Linked DNA regions of Sus scrofa: region 2 is linked to region 1. Evidence: chromatin contacts called from public Hi-C data. All regions are on one chromosome and are shown on one strand. The core of a region is the stretch at or near the end of the contact, and the rest is flanking DNA. Distances in the headings are between cores, read along the strand shown.

The links. Hi-C and Micro-C count contacts between places; a contact is called where the count stands out from the background.
Region 2: a contact with region 1 is called in a Hi-C map of liver, with 2.6 times the contacts expected there. The contact joins two enhancer-like sites. A contact is called at or near these places in 2 of 47 Hi-C or Micro-C datasets (epiblast stem cells and liver).

The regions. Positions count from the first base shown.
Region 1 is chr1:76,622,459-76,629,783 of Sscrofa11.1, forward strand. CDK19 (cyclin-dependent kinase 19) reads right to left here. Exons shown (of 12, transcript XM_021091172.1): 5 at 2,572-2,629. Among named protein-coding and RNA genes, the nearest start is that of SLC22A16, 160 kb to the left of the region's middle. Within about 2 kb of position 3,948, at least 4 of the 83 cell types and tissues checked have an H3K27ac peak or open chromatin away from gene starts, as enhancers often do. A contact at or near this core is called in liver, where this site is marked.
Region 2 is chr1:76,755,151-76,762,475 of Sscrofa11.1, forward strand. All of the region lies in intron 1 of CDK19 (cyclin-dependent kinase 19), which reads right to left. Among named protein-coding and RNA genes, the nearest start is that of CDK19, 35 kb to the right of the region's middle. Within about 2 kb of position 3,366, at least 3 of the 83 cell types and tissues checked have an H3K27ac peak or open chromatin away from gene starts, as enhancers often do. A contact at or near this core is called in liver, where this site is marked.

The DNA.
Region 1 (7,325 bases), core at 2,698-5,197:
TTAAGGATGAATCACTGTGAATAGTAAAGAAAGCAGTAAGCATTTTAGGTAAGGCCTGGAAATCTTTAGGTTGCTGGGAAGGGGAAGGCATACAGGGAAGAGAAATGTGTTTTTCATTCAACTGTGCTTTTCCTTTCAGTCAAAAAACAAACAAAAAAAAAAACTGTACTAAAGTGTTAAGCATAGATGTCGGAGCATGACTGACTTTTTTTTTTTTTAATGTGCTATTAAAACAAATTTTAAAAATAAACAACTAGAATAATTGCTCACTAGACCTTTATTATTTATTATAGCTTATTTTAACCCTGATTTTGGATAGAATTACAATCCTAAAACTCTTAACAACAAGGCAATTAACTGGCCTGGCTAGAAAACAAAATTTATGTTGAGGAGTAGTAGATCTATTTGGAAGAGTAAGGTGACTGGGATAAATGTGATGACTGGCACAAGGGTGGGAAAGTATAAGAAGATGATGAATTTGGTTTGGAATTAATGGAGTATAGACTGCCAGCAGGACATTCAAATAGAGATAAACATTTCAGCTAGTGGTAGAGAATAGAATTTGAAGATCTAGTTCTTAGAATCATTTTTGTAGAACCCAAGGTTTTGAGGCCACAACTTGTCAGTTCCCTAAAGAAGTAATTGTAGAGGCAGGCTGTATCTCAAGCCAGTGCCTAAAGTGTCTTGAAACAAAAGGTTAATAGGAATAAGAGACAAAAATGAATGAAACACAGAAGTAACAGCCAAAACAGAAGATAGAAAAACAGAATTAGCCAATGTCAAATAGGCCAAAGGAAAAGTCACAAGGCCAGACTGGTCAGAAGAACAAATGACAAGGCAGTAAAAGAAAACAGTGACGAAACATGGGCGACTAGATTTGGTAAGTAGAAATCATAGGTGTCCTTTTAGAGAACGGTTTCAATAAAGGGATGGGATTAGATATCAGATAATAACAAATTAGGGTGAGTGAAACCAATGAGAAACATTTTAGAAGCAGAGGAACAACAGTAAAACAAAACTGAAAAAAATGGTAAAGAAAACAAAATGGATATGAGAAAATTTATGTTAAAATTTTCTGAAGGTCTGAAGGTGAAGAAGAGAAAGTTGAGAAGGGGGGAATGGAGCTACTGTAATATGAAGGGTTTAACTACAGCCAGACTAGGAAGGGCACTAGCTAGGACTTGGGCAGGAAGAGTCATTCTTTCTCTGAGACTGTTTCAGAGGCAGAGCTGCGCTGACAAAAAAAAAGTGGTCCCTGAGGTCACACCAGATAGCTCTGATGTCTCAGCAGCCATGGGAAAGAGATCCCAGACTTGGAACTCAAGTCCTTCCTTTGAAAGGCTGAGTAAAGCACAGTCTCTCTGAATCCAGCCTTCCTCATCTACAGTAACTACCATAGAGGGTGGTTGTGCAAAACAAATGAGATAACATATGTAAGTATCAATTTCACTGTCCCCCAAACAAGGACCGTACTTGATTTCCCTTTCACGGGTGTCTAACAAAAACTAGGTACTCAGTAAATGCCTACAAGTAAAAATGTAAGAGTGAAACAGGAACAAGTGAGGAGTCTAGGAAGATGATGGGAGGGAGGAGGAAGGAAAGAGGAAAGGAAGGAAATTAGCCACCTGGTTCTTAATTAACATCAAAATTTTTTTATGAGTGAATCCCAGTAAGCTCAGAGTAGAGGTTCAAAGAAAGAAGAGTCGGTTTAGAACAGTTTTTTTTAGGAACTGGGCTAGGTAACTAACTGAAGAAGTAGAAAACCAAGCAGCAAGGCATGCTCGGTCAAAGCAAGACCGAACGATTTGTAGTAAATTAAATTAGCACAATTCTGCATCGTTTCCAGCATGATATATTCTAATAGCAAAGAAAGCAGGTTGATGAAACGAAATTTATTTTAAAGTCTTTCTTTAAAATGAGCATTCAGTAAATGTAAGCTTTATTATAAGAAATTAGAATAAAGCATTTCATAGCTCATTTTCTCCCCAAATAAGACATAGGTATAAAGGATGCCAGTTTCTTTTAGAATCTTCGAGGGTGCAAAGAAAATTTAAATACAGAAATAAGACTCATGCCAGTAGCTTAATCTAAGACCGGCAAGTAAGAGAGTCTAGAAACATATATATATATTCATTTGGAAAAGATTTGTTGGTATCTGGCACAGGGCATGTGGTGGGGGGAGAGGATAGGGGGAATCTGTGAAGATCTGTATGTATCAGATCAGGGTGGGAGGGATGTATTCAGGGAAACAACATCTGGTAAAGCTGAGACAAAAGTAAGATTTAGGGATTTATCTTTAGGGTAACTGTGCAGGACAGTAAGAGCATTAAACACATGCTTGGGGTATTGTGTGGGAAAGAATTTTTTGCTTGCCTAAGCTTAGAATTACAGAAACTTATTTGGGGAATAAATCTGAGGGATTTTATAAGCTCTCTACATTTCCCAACATCTTTTCTACAAATATTGTGAGGAAGTAATTTTAAAATTAACTACTTAAGAATATTAAAAAGGGAAACCATCTTTGCAGGCACTTCAATTTCTTAGTACATTATTTTAGAAATAATTACCTACCTATTTTGACTCTCCCCCTCTCAGGACCTTCTCCCATTACTAGGATATTTGCTGGTTTCTAGAAATAAAAATAGAGCATTCAAATTACTATATTTATTCTTTTGACATGCTCTAAAATGGAAAAAAGTTCTTATGAAAATATCACTTTTGGATTTTCATCAAAACTATAATTGAATATCAAATACCCTCTACATAGTTAAAGCATTTGACATACTTGAAGTTAGCACTAACTTTCCAAAAACATCTTTGCTATAGAAACATTTTATTTTCAAAATTATATCATACAAATAATCACAAAGGAATTAAAGCTATCATTTCTATTTACCCCACAGAAGTAATGAGTACTAATAATTTTTAAACCTGCATAAATTATAAGCGGTCCTATTGCCACCCACAACAAAGGGCTTTTGTGGTTGAAAAATTTTATATAAAATTTCAAACTACAACATAATTACCTTCATTTAGATGAATCAAATGGTATATTCCTTGCTAAATATTTCTAAACTACAGTAGGAAAACATGATCAACATTCAGCAGACTCCATTAAAATGCATACACATTTTCAGCTATAGTTCATGCAAAAGTGAGAAATTCCAAATATAATTTCAAGATGTAGGAAAATTAAAACCAAGGCTAATACACAGCTATATGAAGAAAGGAGTAGGCTGCAAATGTATCCACCATCTTTTAAGCCATCCTTATTTGTAGACATTTGGGAACAGAGAAACTGTGGAAATAGGCTTTTGCCCAAGTAAATCTCCTCTGTAAACTCTTTACAGAAAAAAAATCATGATTCATTTATTCAATCAACGAGTATATCCTTGGTGGTGTCTTCTAGGGACAAAGAACCACGCTAACCATACTCAGAATTAAGAGGAAAAATAAAAGCATAGTAAACCAAGTTCCTAGCCTCCAGATGCTCACTGTACAAGTAGAAATGTTAGAATCTTTGTATAATACTAGAAATGAAAGCTAATTATGAGTTATGGAGAGGACTGAGGTCTTGGGTTAGAGGTTAAACTAGATTACTCTTAAGATCTCTTTCAATTTGCCAGCTCTTTTTTAAGATTCAATGAAAACGATAACTAAGAAAAAAAAAAGTTCAAAGGAGGAAGTGATGAACTAGTTTCCATTGTTAAGGGAAATGTTTACTGGAGATGGGGGGCAGCAGGTATGGCCATTATCCAGATCCTGAAAAATGAACCCAAGCTAGCATGGCAGAGCAGAAGCACAAGGGCTATGAATGAGGTAAGCGTAGCAGAGAGTAAGACTGACTTGACAGAAAGCAGAGGGCTCACGCTGGAGATAGTACAGTGAACTTAGACCCTGCGGTCTTAAATGCCAGGTGAAGCAATCTGACCTTTATATTACAGGCGGTGAGATTATAGGAAAGGGGGAGGTACCAGAACTGGGATGTGAGGTAATAAGGGCTTCAGGGCTTCATCTGAGGACTTCTCAGCTGAAATGGAGAGGAAGTTAATGGAGCTGAGTAACATTTTTTTTTTTTTTTTGTCTTTTTATCTTTTTCTTGGGCCGCAACCACAGCATATGAAGGTTCCCAGACCAGGAGTCCAATTGGAGCTGTAGCCACCAGGCCTGCACCACCGCCACAGCAACACAGGATCCAAGCCATGTCTGCAACCTACACCACAGTTCATGGCAATGCCGGATCCTTAACCCATTGAGCAAGGCCAGGTATCAAACCCGAAACCTCATGGTTACTAGTCGGGTTCGTTAACCAATGAGCCACGGTGGGAACTCCAAGCTGAATAACATTTTAAAGCAGAAATTAACAGGACTACTAGTTGAAGGCAGAAGATTAAGACAAAGGATGATAAAGATTTCACTAAGGGCTTGAGTTTATGTGACTGGAAGAATGGTGCCCTTCTGATAGAGAAGTTATGAGAGTTACTGATTTGGGAGGGACAACAACAAGAGAAGGCAATGACACATTGAGTTTGAGTAATGTGAAAGGCCCTAGTCACACTAGCCAGGAGGGTGGAAATAGGAAGATTTAGATTTGAAAGTTATTGTCACTGGAGTGTGATAATTGAAGAAAGGACACAAGATCAGTTTGCTATAGCAGATAAACGAAAATAGCATCAGACAAAAACCAAACTTAAAATTCAAGTTTGAAAACTATTTTTCAAAGATCCATTATTCTTAAGCCACTGTACACACTTTCAGGAAAAACATGTAGCCCTTGACTTCAAGGAACTTAATATTTAGGAGGGAAAGACAGACAGATAGCTTAATAGAATACCAAAACAGCAAAATAAACAGCTGGGAAAAGATGAGTCTCAGTGAATATTAGGATAATCTTTAGGAAGGAGATGAATTTAAGACTAAGATTTTGTCTTTTTGTCTTTTTTTAAGGCCGCACCCGCAGCATATGGAAGTTCCCAGGCTAGGGATCTAATTGGAGCCGGCCTACGCCACAACCACAGCAATGCCAGATCCAAGCCACGTCTGTGACTTACACCACAGCTCACAGCAACACTGGATCCTTAACCCACTGAGTGAGGCCAGAGAGCGAACCTGCAACCTCATGGTTCCTAGTCGGATTCATTTCCACTGCGCCACAATGGGAGCTCCAAGAATGACTAAGATTTTGATAAGCATAAACAAAAGAATGACTTTTCAGGCTCAGAGAACCCAAAATGTAAGAGCATTGTTACAACCCCCCTCCCCCACAGACATGGCGTATTGGGAGAGCCTTCAAGTAATTTCATATGACTAGAGCATAGAATGCTCTGTGTAGAAATAATGTTAGGAACTATGTTGGGAATAAAATATCACACTAAAGAAACAACAATGTATTCTGTAGGCTAAACTGAGACAAGACAGTGAGATAATCAGATCCATACTTAGGGGAAAACTCTGGTAGCCTTGTGAAGGATGAACTGGATAGGACAGATGGACCACCCAGTAAACAGACCAGTTGGAAGTGGGCTACAAGAGTCCAGGAAAAAGTAAGGGGACTCTAATTTGTGATAATGGTCATGGAGGAACATATAAGGGCATTTCAAGGTAAAAGTTCAAGACTTGGCATTGCTTTTTGGCATCACCTTTTCTACTGTTCCCAGTCATCCATTCAAATATTGATTGAGCATCTGGCAGTGATTTAGATGCTAGAAATATAGTAGTAAACAAAAACAGGCAAAATCCTTGCCCTCGTGGAGCTCACATTCTAGAGGGAAAAGAAACGTAATAAATACCAAGTATATAGTATACTATTACTGAAGTAATACCAAACATGCAGTATGTCAGATACTGATAAGTACTGCAGAAAAAAATAAACATGAGAGTTCCACATCTGGTATTATGACTAAGCAGGTGCTCCAACACCTTGCCATTATGGAACAACCACATGCTGCCTAAGAAATATTTCTGAAGGATCCTTGATCTCATAAGAGAGAGAAGAGATCTACAACAACCCCTGGCTCCACCCCAAATAATGGCTGAAGAAGGAAGGATAGGCAGGATGGGCCTGAGGGCAGATGTCAATAACACACTTCAGCGGGAACGCTGAGCCTTGAGCCACCAGCAAGGTGAGGGATCTGAGCCTATTACCCGACAATCAGCCAAGAAACTCAAGGGGACTAAAGTAAACCAGCAGAAGCAAAAGGAAACCCTTCCTGAAGGAAAAACTTCCTAACTTAGGCCTAAGGACTAAAAACATATATTTTCCTGCTAAAAGCAAATCATTTCCATATTGGCTTAAAAACAAAATCCATTCATATACTACTTACGAGAGATCCACCTAAGCAGAAGGACCATAAAAGCCAAAAATAAAAGGCTATTAAAAGATACATAAGGCAAACTGCTAAAAGAAGCAACTATAGTTGTGTAGACAAAATATCTTTTAAGACAAAAGCATTATTAGGAGTGGAGATGGTCACTAAATGACAGAGGTTAAATTTATCAGGAAGAGGGAACACACCTAAAAACTTGCTATGTACTTGATGTGTGTGAGTGTGTGTGTGTGTGTATGTGTGTGTGTGTGTGTATTTGATATAATTTCAGGGAGGGAAAAGACCAATGTTAACAGACTTCTTTTTTTCTTTAGGGCCACACCTGCAACATACGGAAGTTCCCAGGCTAGGGGTTGAATCGGAGCTGCAGCTGCGTGCCTACACCACAGTCACAGTAATGCAGGATCTGAGCCTCATCTGTGATCTACATCACAGCTCATGGCAACTCCAGATCCTAACCCACTGAGTGAGGCCAGGGATCAAACCTGCATCCTCATGGATATCAAGTGGGTTTGTTACTGCTGATCCACAATGGGAACTCCAACTTTTCTCAATTATTGATATGTCACGCAGACAAAAGATTAAGATGTAGACCACCCAAAGAACACAATTAACAAGCTGATCTAGCAGACATCTATACAACTTTTACCCAATAACTGGAGAATACACATTTTTTTTTCAAGTATACATGGAGCATCTACAAATGTTGTTGTGTTCAAGCAGGTCTCAAGAAACTGCAAGGCCTTATTTTCAAACAGATTATGTTCTATGATCAAAATACAATTAAAATAAAAGTCAACTGCAAAAGTATAAATTTAAAACTCCATATATTTGGAAATGTAAAAATACTTTGAATTATTCAGAAGTAAAGGAGAAAGTATGAAGAAAAATTTAAATACTCAGAAGTGAAATAATGAAAATACAACCTATCAAAACCTATGGAGCTAATGCAGTACTTACAAGGGAAATTTATAGCCTTAAACATTTATGTTAGGAAGA
Region 2 (7,325 bases), core at 2,116-4,615, 130 kb after region 1:
AGGCCAGGGAAGGAACTTGAGCCACAGCAGCAAATCAGACCAATGAAATAACAATGCCAGATCTTTAACCCACTGAGCCACAGGGGAACTCCAAAAGAGCCATTCTTAAACACTTCGGAAATTTCATGTTCTCAAATATTTAAGAGCACATTGTTGCCTTCATTTCAAAACACAAAAATTCTGACATAAAGGAATATATTAGAAGAAATCAGAATTTTAAGCCAACTGAATATACTTAATTTCCTTAAATATAAAACAGCATTTCTCTTCCAAAACAAACCAAGTATTCCAAGTAGATAAATAGGTCTTTTTTTTTTTCACTACAATTTTTGAGGTATTCTAGAGAATAAAGCAACAGAGAATATTTTCTGTCTTTGCAAGGCATCCCTATAACAAATATGTATTAAGGCTCATTTATGTGCCAAGCATTGTACTAGGCAGTTAAATGTAGAATAATGAGCTCTTTGAAAAAGCCCCAAGGTATTACAAGTGTATTTATCCTCATCTCCATGAGATGACAACGCTTAGACGAGACAGCATTTACATTTTTTTTTTAATTTTTAAAGGGAAAATGAAACTTTTAAGAGATTTAATTTTCCATTTTCTTTATGAGCTCCAATGTGCTTTTAGCAAAGAAAGGAGGAGCCAGAGTCTTTTAGACCCCACTGTGCAGCACTGTACCAGATTCTTTATATTTAATTATCTCAATTAAGTCTCATAAAAATTTTGTGAGATAGTTCTTAACCTCATTTTAAAGGCTAAGAAGTTCATAATTTGTGAAAGTTAAACAGCTAGGATCTGAGCTCAGAAAAGTCTGCCTCTAACAACTGATGTTCATTACATTAGCTCTTAAATTTTTAGATATAAACATAAAACATGGAGGCCAAGAAAAAATTATTAGCGAACAACACATCAATTTACATAGCTTCCATATGCTTCATCATGATCCACAACAGTTTAGCTGGTTACAAGGAAGCCACTTTTTAAATGACGAGGAATAAACTGACTTTAAAGAGCACAACCAATAGAACAAAATTCAAACTTTCTGAAATAAGCTTTAAAGCATAAATAAAAACCAAGAGCAAAACTTCAGAATAAATCTTTCTTATTACACTCTTCTTTAATTTTCACCAGTATTAAGTAGGAGAATACACCACGGAGGACAATGTCTCTCCTAAATTCTATTTATCTGTTCCACAATCCCAATCAATGACCATGAGGGAAAGCCTATTTCTCACTACATAATATTTTGAGTAAGACCTCAGATGAGTAACTTCATCCATGAAAAGGATAGTAAAAATAGTAATAATAGAGTCTAAACAAGAAAGTAATTCTAGGGGAAAAAAAATTAAGTTAATGCTATGACTATTGTATTTCAACAATCCTTACCCAGATCAAACCTCAAAGGAGATGTATTATTATGACAGTGCATATATCAAGGAAACTCTTTATTAGAGGTTCATGAAAGGATATAGATAAAACTAAACAAGAAGTTCCTGAAATGGTGACACAGGGGATTTCAGGTGGATAGAATAAAGTGTCCCAATAGTGAGGATGGTTCAGCAAAGATGAACAACAAAAAAAGCGTCAAATTTCCTACTATGGGGATTTTTTTTTTTTTTTTTTTTTTTTTTTTTTTTTTTGCTTTTTAGGGCCACACCCCCAGCATATGGAGATTCCCAGGCTAGGGGTCCAATAGGCACTACAGCTGCCAGCCACAGCAACACAGGATGCAAGCCATGTCTGTGACCTACACCACGGCTCATGGCAACGCCAGATCCTTAACCCACTGAGCGAGGCCAGGGATCTAACCCACACCCTCATGGTTCCTAGTTGGATTCATTTCCACCACACCATGACAGGAACTCCTGGGGATATTTTTAAATTGAGAAAATTTTAAGCATAGGAAAGTTCATGTTTAATACTACCTGAAAGCAGAGTTTGGCATCAGAAACTTAAGTCTTTCTCATCCAGGAACAAATGCTTAGTTCCACAACTTCCAGGCATTACCAATCAATCATCTTTTAGTTACCTGGAGAGAGAGGATCCTTCACTGTGTCCCAGAACTCAAGAGTCCATGCCAACACTGCACTGTTATGCATATTTTTATACAACACAGAAAAGAGGTTTCACACTGAATTCCATAGGCCTGTTCTCAATGGAACATAGCAGAACCTGGTGAAAGCAAGGTACTACTAGACACCAAAACAATGCTTGATTCAGGGTCAAAGAATCTCTCCCAACAACTTGCCCAAGTGCCTCTCGCACTGCACTCCGATCCCAATTCTTCAGAATAAAAATTTAAAGATTCTGGCATTCCTGCTGTGGCACAATGGGATCAGGAGCATCTCTGGAGCACAGAGACACAGGTTCGATCCCCAGCCTGGCACAGTGAGTTAAGGACCTGGTGTTGCCTGCAGCTATGGCATAGGTCACAACTGCAACTCAGAGATCTGATCCCTGGCCAGGGAACTCCATATACCGCAGGGTGGCCAAAAATGAAAAAAAAATTTTTTAATTTTTAAATAATAAAAAAATTAAAGATTCTAACAGGAAATTTGTGAACTATAAAAGCTAATGCTATAGTTATACACCAAAACAGAAGCAACTCCTTAAAAGAACTTGCTATCCTCAACTAATTCAAGAGAGAAACATAATTAGCAAAGAAAAGGACATAGATTTAACAGCTCTTATCTATCAAAACAGAATTGAATTCTTACTTTTACACTCCCTCTCTAAATCAGCCTGGAAAAACCAGAAGAAAATTAGAACAAAGGATACAGTTTCCACTCTGGAATTATGCAGTTGGTAAAACTGCTATTTTTTCCTTTTACGCCACCTCAATGACCTCACAATTTGGACCCAGGTTCTGGGCATTCCACTCAGCGACCTTCCCGGACACTTTTCTGGGGTGTCCTTCACCCACTCATCCAGCTGGTCACTGAATCTCACCTACCTCCTAAATGCCTGTGACCTTCCCCCAGCCCTGCCCCTCTCCCATCTCCATAGCTGTCACTAAGAACAAGTTCTCCTCATTTCTCACCAGGAACTCCCTAAGAGTCTCCTGTTCCACTCTCCTGCCTCTCTTGTCCTCTCCATCCTCCACACTGCTGCAAAACCGATCATGACATTCCTTTCTACAAGGTTACACAATCAACTATTAGCAGTGGTTATCTCTAGAGAATGTCAACATTTTTTGGTGTTGCCCGTGTGCATTTTATAACAAGCATGTGCTCCTTTTACAATCAGAAAAAAAAATTTACTATTTCCATTTGGGAAACTATTGGAATCTACTCCATTTGGAATCTATTACCCCAATTCTCTATCAGGTTAAAGGCCGAATTCTTTAGCCAGGCAGGCACACAATGATCAGGCTCTGCCTTCTCAAATATATTTCCAACCTCCATCCCATGTACTTATTCTAGCCATCCTGAATTACTTGCTGTTGTTTCTTCATAGAATACAGAGATGTAACAATAATCTTGAGTCTGTTCCTAATAATTAATCTGCCTCCACTAATAGTTATGTCATTAATCTAAGAAGAAGTCTTATTTATTCCATCTTGCAGCCCATTATTCCTAACTAGCCTACAGACCCACAGTTGTACCAACACATTAAATTCTTTCCTTCCAGCCAGGCAGAAATTGCTGTAGACAGCCCTTTGCATCCACAGCCTAAGAGATGATATGGGAAGCAGCACAATGCAGTGTGCTAAATTTGGGTAGGGGACTGAAGAGAAAAGTAGGGCAAGGACCTGGATAAATTTGCAGCACAACTTCTCAGAGTGGTCCAGCTTTATCTGAAGTGTTATAAATTCTTGTCACATAAAAGCACAATAAAGTTAAATTTGACAATAACACAAATATTTATATTACTTTCCCTCCTTCTTTTAGCATGAAAATCCAAAAACTAGCCACTTTTTCAAAGCACATTATTGGTTTCACCTTCCTTCAGTTTCTTCGGTGTAAACAAGTACAAACAACCAAATGAAAATTACAGAGATTATATGTAACTTAATGAAGTCTTGTCTTCTGATTATAAATTACACAAAATTCTCTCTTTCAAATCACATAAAATACAGAAACAAAACCCAGATTTTTAAAAATACAAACCAAACACATAAAAACAATTAAAATATTCCTTTCATCTGATTGTGTACTTGGGCCAAATGAAACCAGCAAACAGGGTTACCCAACACAGATTTCTACCTAAAGAAATAAATTAAGAAAAAGATAGAAATGAGCCAGAAAGACAAAGACAAATACCGTATGATATCACTTATAACTGGAATCTAATATCCAGCACAAATGAACATCTCCTCAGAAAAGAAAATCATGGACTTGGAGAAAAGACTTGTGGCTGCCTGATGGGAGAGGGAGGGAGTGGGAGGGATCGGGAGCTTGGGCTTATCGGACACAACTTAGAATAGATTTACAAGGAGATCCTGATGAGTAGCATTGAGAACTATGTCTAGATACTCATGTTGCAACAGAACAAAGGGAGGGGGAAAAAAATGTAATTGTAATGTATACATGTAAGGATAACTTGATCCCCTTGCTGTACAGTGGGAAAATAAAAAAAAAAGAAAAAAAGAAAAAAGAAAAAGATAAAGAGGGACCAAGACAAAGAGTTCAATAGGCTGCAATGGCTGAGGAGCAAATCTAAGGATTTTCATAATTTCTGTACTATATTATACAATCTCCATTCTATTAAAAAGAACAAAATTACATTGTTCTTAGCTGTAATTATGGTATTATGGTTACACAAGAGAATTTTTTTTTGTTTGTTTTTTTTTTTTGTTTTTTTGCTTTTTAGGGCTGCACTCATGGCATACAGAGGTTCCCAGGCTAGGGGTCGGATCGGAACTACAGCTGCCAGCCTATGTCACAGCCACAGCCACCCAAGACCTGAGCCATGTCTGCGACCTACACCACAGTTCATGGCAACACCAGACCCTTAACCCACTGAGCGAGGCCAGGGATCGAACCTACAACCTCACGGTTCCTAGTCGGATTTATTTCCGCTGCGCCACAACGGGAACTCCGAGAACATGTTTATTTTTAGGAGATGCATGCTAAAATATTAAAAGGTATAGTGCCACGACGATTGCAACTTACTTTCAAGTGGTTCAGAAAAAAAAAATATATATATATATATATTTCATATACATATACACACATTTATAGAGAAAGCATCTGTTAACCACTAACCTGGATCCAGGAATGGTAAACTATAGTCCAAGCCAAATCCAGCTGAGCCTGTTTTTGTAAATAACTTTTACTGGAACATTGCCCTGCCCATTCATTAACCTGTTATCTATAGCTGCTTTTTCTCTACAACTACAGAATCGAGTACTTTTAACAGAGACCACATGGCCTCCAAAGCCTAAAATATTTACTGGCCTGTTAGAGAAGTATAGAAACTATCTGGCCCTTTACAGAAAAAAAAATTTACTCACTTCTGATGTAGAGAGTGAATACATAGTGATCATAGGAGCTATATGGATTTTTGATATGTTTGAAACAATTTGTTAAGGACTTCATGACACTCTAGAAATAGAGATATTGAAGAGCCAACGATCATCAAAATTTCCCATTAAAAAATTAACAGCAGTAAAAAAAAATTAATGGTAGGATTAATACATATATTATTATAGCATAAAAGAATCATCTCCTTTATTCCTCACAACTCATAAGGAAACATCACTCTCCATTTTTACAGATTTCTTTTTTTCACACTCTAATCCTTTCCAGTTCTTCCCAAAGTATATATATTTAAAAAAAATAAAAAACTTTCTACACATTTAGAATTTATCTTGCCCAAACACCTCCAGAACTCTGAGCTTATTATTTTTTTCACTTAGTTATTTTTTTTTTAATCCTAGTTATAGCACACATATGCACTTTCTTTACAAAGGGAACAATAATGGAAATCAGAGCAACAGCTGCTTTTGGCTGAGTGCTAAGCCACAGGCAGGTGTCTTTTCTTTTCTTTTTTTTTTTTCTTTTTTTTTTTTTGCTTTTCAGGGCCACACCTTTGGCATGTGGACACTCCCAGGCTAGGTGTCGAATCAGAGCTACAGCTGCCAGCCTACACCAGAGCTCAGGGCAACACTGGATCCTTAACCCACTGAGAGAGGCCAGGGGTCGAACTCTCATCCTCATGGATACTAGTAGGGTTCATAACCCACTGAGCCACTGCAGGAACTCCCTCACTTAGTTATCTTTTCTCACTGTGTATTTTTAATTTAGTCAAATTACTAAAAATCCTAAAAGGCTGGAACTTTATCACATGTCCCTTTACTTTAAAAAAAAAAAAAAAAAAAACACTATCAGACCTAAATATGAGACCTAAAATTGGGACCTGCTGTCTAGCACAAAGAACTCTACTCAATATTCTCTGATAACCTATATGGGAAAAGAATCTGAAAAAGAAAGGATATGTGCTTAAGTATAACTGAATTACTTCACTGTATAGCAGAAATTAACACAACATTGTAAATCAACTATACTTCAATAAAAGAAAAAAAATGGAAAAAAGACCTAAAACTACAAAACTCTTGGAAGAAAACAAAGAAGTAAATCTTTGCAATCTTAGAGCAAACAGGAGTTTCCTAATGCAACAAAATAAAAGACATAAACTAGACATCATTAAAATTAAAACATTTTCTGCTTCAAAGGACACCATCAAGAATGTGAAAAGGCAATCCGCAAAACGAAAGAAAATATTTGCAAATCATAAATCAGATAAGGGCCTAGCATCCAGAATATATAAAGAACTCTTACAACTCAACAACAACCAAGGATAAAAAGACAATCCAATTTTAAAAATGGGCCAAAGAATATACACAAATAGCCAAAATTGAGCATGAAAAGATGCTTGATACTACTAGTTATTACGGAAATACAAATCAAAACCACATGAAATAACACTTCATACCCAGTAAGATGGCTAAAATCAAAAACAGTATCAAATGCTAACAAGCATATAAAGAAATTGGAATCCTCATACATTGCATGAAGGAATGTAAAATGGTGCAGCTGCTTTAGTAGTTCCTCAAAAGGTTAAATATAGAGTTAACATACAATCTAGCAATTCCATTCTTAGGTATATACCCAACAATTTAAAACATGTGGTTGGAGCTCCCGTTGCAAGGTAATGAACCCAACTAGTAATCATGAGGATGCCGGATGCGGGTTTGATCCCAGGCCCCACTCAGTGGGTAAAGGATCCGACATTGCCGGGAGCTGTGGCTTAGATCCCACGTTGCTGTGGCTTGGATCCCACGTTGCTGTAGCTGTTGCGCAGGCCTACAGCTGCAGCTC